Regions from separate parts of the Zea mays genome. Here region 1 is linked to region 2. Evidence: chromatin contacts called from public Hi-C data. All regions are on one chromosome and are shown on one strand. Each heading gives the region's core, a stretch centred on a gene start, on an enhancer-like site or on the middle of the called end of the contact. The rest is flanking DNA. Distances are from core to core; before and after follow the strand shown.

What was found. Hi-C and Micro-C count contacts between places; a contact is called where the count stands out from the background.
Region 1: a contact with region 2 is called in a Hi-C map of ear, with 3 times the contacts expected there. The contact joins the promoter of LOC100384721 here to the promoter of LOC100383366 in region 2. A contact is called at or near these places in 5 of 25 Hi-C or Micro-C datasets (ear, endosperm, leaf and 1 more).

What each region holds. Positions count from the first base shown.
Region 1 is chr10:16,457,951-16,461,021 of Zm-B73-REFERENCE-NAM-5.0, forward strand. It overlaps LOC100384721, which reads left to right and starts at 1,483. Exons shown (of 14, transcript NM_001366874.1): 1 at 1,483-1,684. The coding sequence starts at 1,602.
Region 2 is chr10:16,323,652-16,326,591 of Zm-B73-REFERENCE-NAM-5.0, forward strand. It overlaps LOC100383366 (Small RNA degrading nuclease 5), which reads left to right and starts at 1,655. Exons shown (of 15, transcript NM_001362072.1): 1 at 1,655-1,772; 2 at 2,793-2,849. The coding sequence starts at 1,701.

The sequences.
Region 1 (3,071 bases), core at 233-2,732, 130 kb after region 2:
ACTGCAGGAAAAATGATATCAAATTTGACTGCTATTCTGTCAACCAGGGTTCAGTTCTTAACCAAAAACTGATCGAGACCGATATCCGATTAATCGCGATAAAAACAGGTAAAAACCAGCCAAATTCACATTTAAACCAAATTTTGAATTGAAATGACTCGAAACTGATTAATCATCTGATAAGACCGATAAATCGGTCATTGAATTGATAAATCAGAATAGATCGGTAGAAAACCGGCTAAATTCACGTCTAAACCAACTTTTGAACCGAAACATTACAAAACTGATTAATCGGTCGATAAGACCAATAAATCGGCCTTGAATTGATAAATCAGTAGCTGGTGTGAAGAAATCAAATCACTTGTCGTCTGGCAAATAAAGTATATTAAGGTCACAAAGTTTAAACAAAAGATGGCCTAAATATTATCACAAGTTAAAATATTTCAAGTTCAAAGGAAGAAAATCATCAAAACCTAGCTACTAGAGGCCACCCGTTTATCTCTACCTGATGCCGATTAATCGGTTACAGCAGGTCCGGCTAATCGATAAAATTGACTATTTTTTTTGAAACTTGTTTGATTTTTAGTTTAGAATCGGTAGCGTGTTTTCAAATTTGATTTCAATAGAAAGTCTTACAATAATTTATAGTGTTTATAGAAAAATAGCATCAAATTTGTTCAAAATTTATAAAATATTCCAAATTTACGGTCAAACCGACCCAAATACCGATTAATCAGCCGGTTAGCCTGATTTATTGACCGATTTGGTGACCCTTGCTGTCAACACTCACCTTTCCTATCCTATCTATGTGTCCTCTATAGGTTTGGGGTAGGGTCGTATGTGCATGCATCGTTGCATTTTGACGTGTAGTATTTGCAAGCAGGACTCTCCTCGTATTTGCATCACGATAACACCGTATACACTTCAGTACTTGCGTGACAGACTTGCTTACTAGTGGCTTGTCTAGTACGTACCTTCTTTATCTTCACACGATTTGCGCTGCAATTGCATTTGGGGGTAACTTCTATACTTGCCGCTTTGCCAAACACGTAAATACTCTACCTTTTCTTAATTTGCGATTTTTTCACAGTGAATTCCACGCAAATTTTATTTATTCTTATATGCTTTTCGTGTATAATTCTAACTCGTACCATTTATAATTCATACCAGATCGCCCAAAACACGTACAAAGTAAAATTCCATCCACTATAAATTACTTAATGAATAACAATAAAAATTTTATCCATAATCATGTCCGTGCAATCGTAAATCCAACAAGAAACCGGTTTCAGCGTCTCATCATCATCATTAAATCAGGCCACGACGGCCTGCCTACACGTAGAACCGGCGTGCCGGCGCCAAAGGCCAAACAGATGACGCCATGACCTCATCGGGAGTCGACACGCAGCCGGAAGCACAGCAGGCGCACTACCTAGAGTCACACTCCCCAGCAACACAGTGCCACTCCACTCCAAGGAAGTGCTTGCCTCCCGCTCTCTACCTCTCCTACCAATTTCAGCTCAGCTCTGTTCTGCTCCCGCAGCACCAGTACAGAACACCCCAGAGGCAGCGAGTCCTGTTCGGTGTCCGGCTGGAAGGCCATGGGGGCTAGGGCTACCTCCCCTCCGCCATGGAGGCGTCACTGCCTCTGCCGCGCCCTCCACTTCCTCGTTCTCTTGCTCTGGTCAGTACGCACTTCTTGCCGGTTCTTATGGTTCTTTCGCTCCACCCGTAATTTTAGTTCATCGATTCGTTGGAGTTGTACTATTTTGCAGGGTTTCCCGAAAATTTTCCGTTCCCGGTGGTCTGGGGGAAACGGTTCCGAACTGATTTCGGCAAATTTCATTCAAAATTTTTAAAACTGATATAAAAAATCAGAAAAGTATAATAAAAATAGATATTTATGAGTAAAAACAACGAATTTAGCTGAGAAAACAAAGTTCCCATATTTACTTTTATTTTTTTTAAATTAATCATCATTTTTCGGTAAAAAAAACGAATTTCGCTGAGGAAACACGGATTTCGACCGAAAATTCAAAATTCATTAAAAAAACAAAAATATATGTACCGAATCTCCGCTGACAAATCCGAATCTCGTTTTTTAATTTGTTCTCGAAAACTCAAATTGGTCCAGAAATTCGAAATTCACTGACTTTCGAACACACCAAAAAATAAGGGAAAATGAGATGGTTAACTCTGAGTACTATCTCATCTTATTACTAACAAGACTGTAAGACTGAGTTATTTAGGCTAAGGCCCTATTTTTCTCGAACACGCAGGAGATCTGCGTATCATTCCATTAATAGATAGAAGAAGGTACAACACACCACACCCGACACACACCTGACACGACACACACACACATGACACAACAAGACACAAGACACAACACAGCAACCACACACAACCACTCTGAACAAGCCACTAGACTATCCCCCTGGGTCAAGCATAAACATAAGAGTTAAAAGCAGGTTCAGCCCTTTTGCCCCGGCACTACACCACATCCTGAGCTCATCGCCAGCGAGGGTGAGAGCACTCGCCAGACTTGGCGATCTCCCATTAAACACGCAGTCGTTGCGATGACGCCAAAGGCTCCAAGCGCCAAGAATAACTAGAGAATTGAAGCCGGATTGGAGATCACGGGGAATCTTCTCCACAGCTCTGCTCCACCAGTCATCAAGGCTGCAACTAGCATTATCTGGTGAAAGGTTAGGCAACCCAGACCTGCTTAACAAGGAATACCAGAACTGTCGTGCAAAGACGCAAGAGATGAGAAGATGTTGTATTGTTTCCTCTTCTTGGTCGCAAAGGGGGCACACACTGGGGTGGGGTAGCCCCCTTCTAGCAAGACGGTCTGCGGTCCAGCATCTGTTGTGCATGACAAGCCAAAGGAAGAAACTGCACTTTGAAGGTGCCCAAGATTCCCAAATGCGCTCATATGCTCCCAAAGAAGTGGAACCAAGAAATAACATATCATAAGCCGACTTTGAAGAGTATTGGCCTGTCGGGGAGAATTTCCAGATATGCTTGTCTGGCACTCCAACATTAATGGAGTAATCTGCAATGACTTC
Region 2 (2,940 bases), core at 405-2,904:
ACTTTCTTTTCTTTCTCTTATTATCAAGTGCTTTATAAGCAAAGCAAGAGACACCAAGTGTGTGGTGGTCCTTGCGGGGTCTTAGTGACCCGTGAGATTAAGGAAGAAGGCTCACTCGATCTAAGTGACCGTTTGAGAGAGTGAGAGAAATGGTTGAAATAGACCCTGTCTTTGTGACCTCCTCAACGAGGACTAGGTTCTTTGGAACTGAACCTCGGCAAAACAAATCACCGTGTTCACTCGCCTTATTTCTTGGTTGATTTGTTTTCCCTCTCTTTCCGACTTGAATTTAATTCTAACCCTAACCCCCGATCTTAGTGCGTGTTTAAAGTTATAAATTTCAGGTTTCGCCTATTCACCCCCTCTAAGTGACTTTCAATTATCAAAGAGTGAACAAACATATTTCTGAATAGCAGTGGGGTAACAACTTGGATATGAACCCAAACTCGCTCACCAAATTTTTGACTAAAAAGCGAAGCGAACTCCCAGTAAGATATGTATGTACATGGCCTTGTAGGTTCCACAAAATCAACAACAACATCAATCTCTTTCTCCACAGGAATCTTCACAAAAAACAACAAAGAATTTCTTCCAGTTCTACACCTTGCAACCTAATTTGCAATCGAAACAACAAGCAAAAATGTGTAAAAGCAATGAGTTTGTATAGCTACTTCTAATGGAACAGATGTCTGCAACGCAAACTAGTAAGTTGCATGCATAATGGCTAGACAACGGATCCATTGTTATCCATGCAGCGTCATGGCCGGTGGGAGAAACGGACGCCCTGCTATGGCGGTCGCCGACTGAGGACCTCTTGGATTGTCCACCATTTACCACACGTCCACACCAGCGCATACGCCCCTGGCCAACATCGAGAAGGGTGGCCCCGTGGCTGCACCGGCCGAGGGCGCGAAGGCGTCATGGCCGGCGGAAGAACCGGTGTGATGGGCAGCCTGCTGCGGGGGTCGCAGATCGAAAACCTCCTGGACCCGCCGCCATTTCTGAGTTGACGGAGGGCAACAGATTCGCGTTCCCGAAACTTACGGCTGTGTTTTGTAGGGGGCTCCAGGTGGTGGACCACACTGGCACTACGCCGACCTTTTAAGAGGTAGTGGATGCCGCTCCGGCCCACGGCGGCATGGCAGTGACGTTTGGGGGGGTGGGAGGGGGTGAAGCTGTTGGCAGCGGCTGGAGCCGCCGCTGTGACAACGCTTGGGGGCGGGGGAGGAGGTGGCGTTGACTCCAATCGAGTCCCTGGCAGCGTCCCGAACAGGCAGTGGCGACGATAGGGGTCGTCGCGGAGAGGAATATGCATAGGAGTAGGTTTTTTTTACCGTCATCAACTCATCTTGGCTCTGGAACCATCTTGACTTGTCGCGACAGCTGCGGCAAGAGAAGGTAGTGAGGGCTTACGGTCATTGGAAGACGACCCGTTGATCAGAAATCCCACGCGTGAAAACATTTTAGGTGACGTGGACACTGCGAGAGAGTCCGTTTTGTACCAGCCTTCATATATAGGAAATTTCATATATAGGAAATGTTTGAGCGGAAAGGAAATGAAAGATATATTTGCAGAAAAGCCCCAGTTCAAGTTCGACAGCCGAAGAAAAGGGTCTCGGCGGGTTTTTCTTTTTGCAAGTTTTGAGAGCGGCAAAGCGTTAGGCGTTAGGGCATCCACCTCGTCGTAGGCGGCGGTCTCCATGTCGACCGCATCCGGCAACGGCAACGGCGGCTCCTCCTCTTCCATGTTATACGACTTGTACGGCCCTAATGTACGTGTTCTCTTGCTTCTTCGCCTCTCGCTTCCCCCCTCTCGGAATATTATGGCTTTGGTGTGACATAAAGGGGAACTTGTCATCAGTTAGAGCTGAGTTGGTTCATTTTTTTTAAAAAAACTCGCAGTTCTTCGTTCACTGTTGTTCTTTTAATGGATTTATTAATCCCCGTTGTATGGCAAAATTGGGTGCTGCAGCCTGCAGGGGGGGGGGGGTGTTAGGTACGACTATGTTAATTTGATTGCTTGGTATTCTTGGAGTAGGAGTTCCGCTGAGATTGAAAGAGGGGATGTTGCATTGCATCATGACTGTTTGGACTGTGATTTACACCAATGTTCGTTGATTACCATGAGATTTGTAGTGATGGTGGATTTTTGTGTTAATGCTGCTACTGTTGGTGGGCTTGAACTGTACCTATGAAGTTTGCACTGTTGTTTCAGAGCAAATTTGTGCAAACGAATGTATGGATGTGAAGCAATGCTGATAGGTTGTGAAACTATGAGGGCTTACTTGATTGATCCATTGATGCGCCTTGAGCTGACCCGACATTTTTCAAGTACACAGCTTGAACACTCCTGTAGCTTGTTTGCTTAGGAGTTCTATATTTTGAATTTTGAAGGTGTGAACCCTGACTGATTCCTTGATAGGTAGCAAAGTGGGACTCCTCTTGTTCGAATTGTAAAGTGATACAGTAATGCTATCCATATTGTGTTCAGACATCAGAGCCTGCTCATCAACTTAGGGATCACTCATCAAATTAGGGACACTCGAAGTTCAATCCAAAATCACTTGTACTAGAGCTATGGACATGGCATAATAATTGACTATTTGGTGATGCCATGCTGCCGATTTGTTGATTTAATAGTGTACTCTTAAACATTCATTTAGTTGTCTTCTTGTTGGCGAATCATTCTTGTGGTCCTTCCTGCTTGCTTTGCTAATAGACATTATAGCTGCCTTTTTTTGTATTTTCTGTGCTTCCAACTCATATTGTGTCTTCTTGTTTATCCTGTCTAGGCAAAGCCTGATGTGGTTTTTAAGGAGGCTGCTTTAAACTCTACGTTAAATCTGCAGGTTAGCTCATAACAAAAGCTCAATGAAATTTGACTTGTGAAAACTGTTTTTGTTCTTGTAGTTTAGTTAAGAACCATTTTTTTGTTCGAAT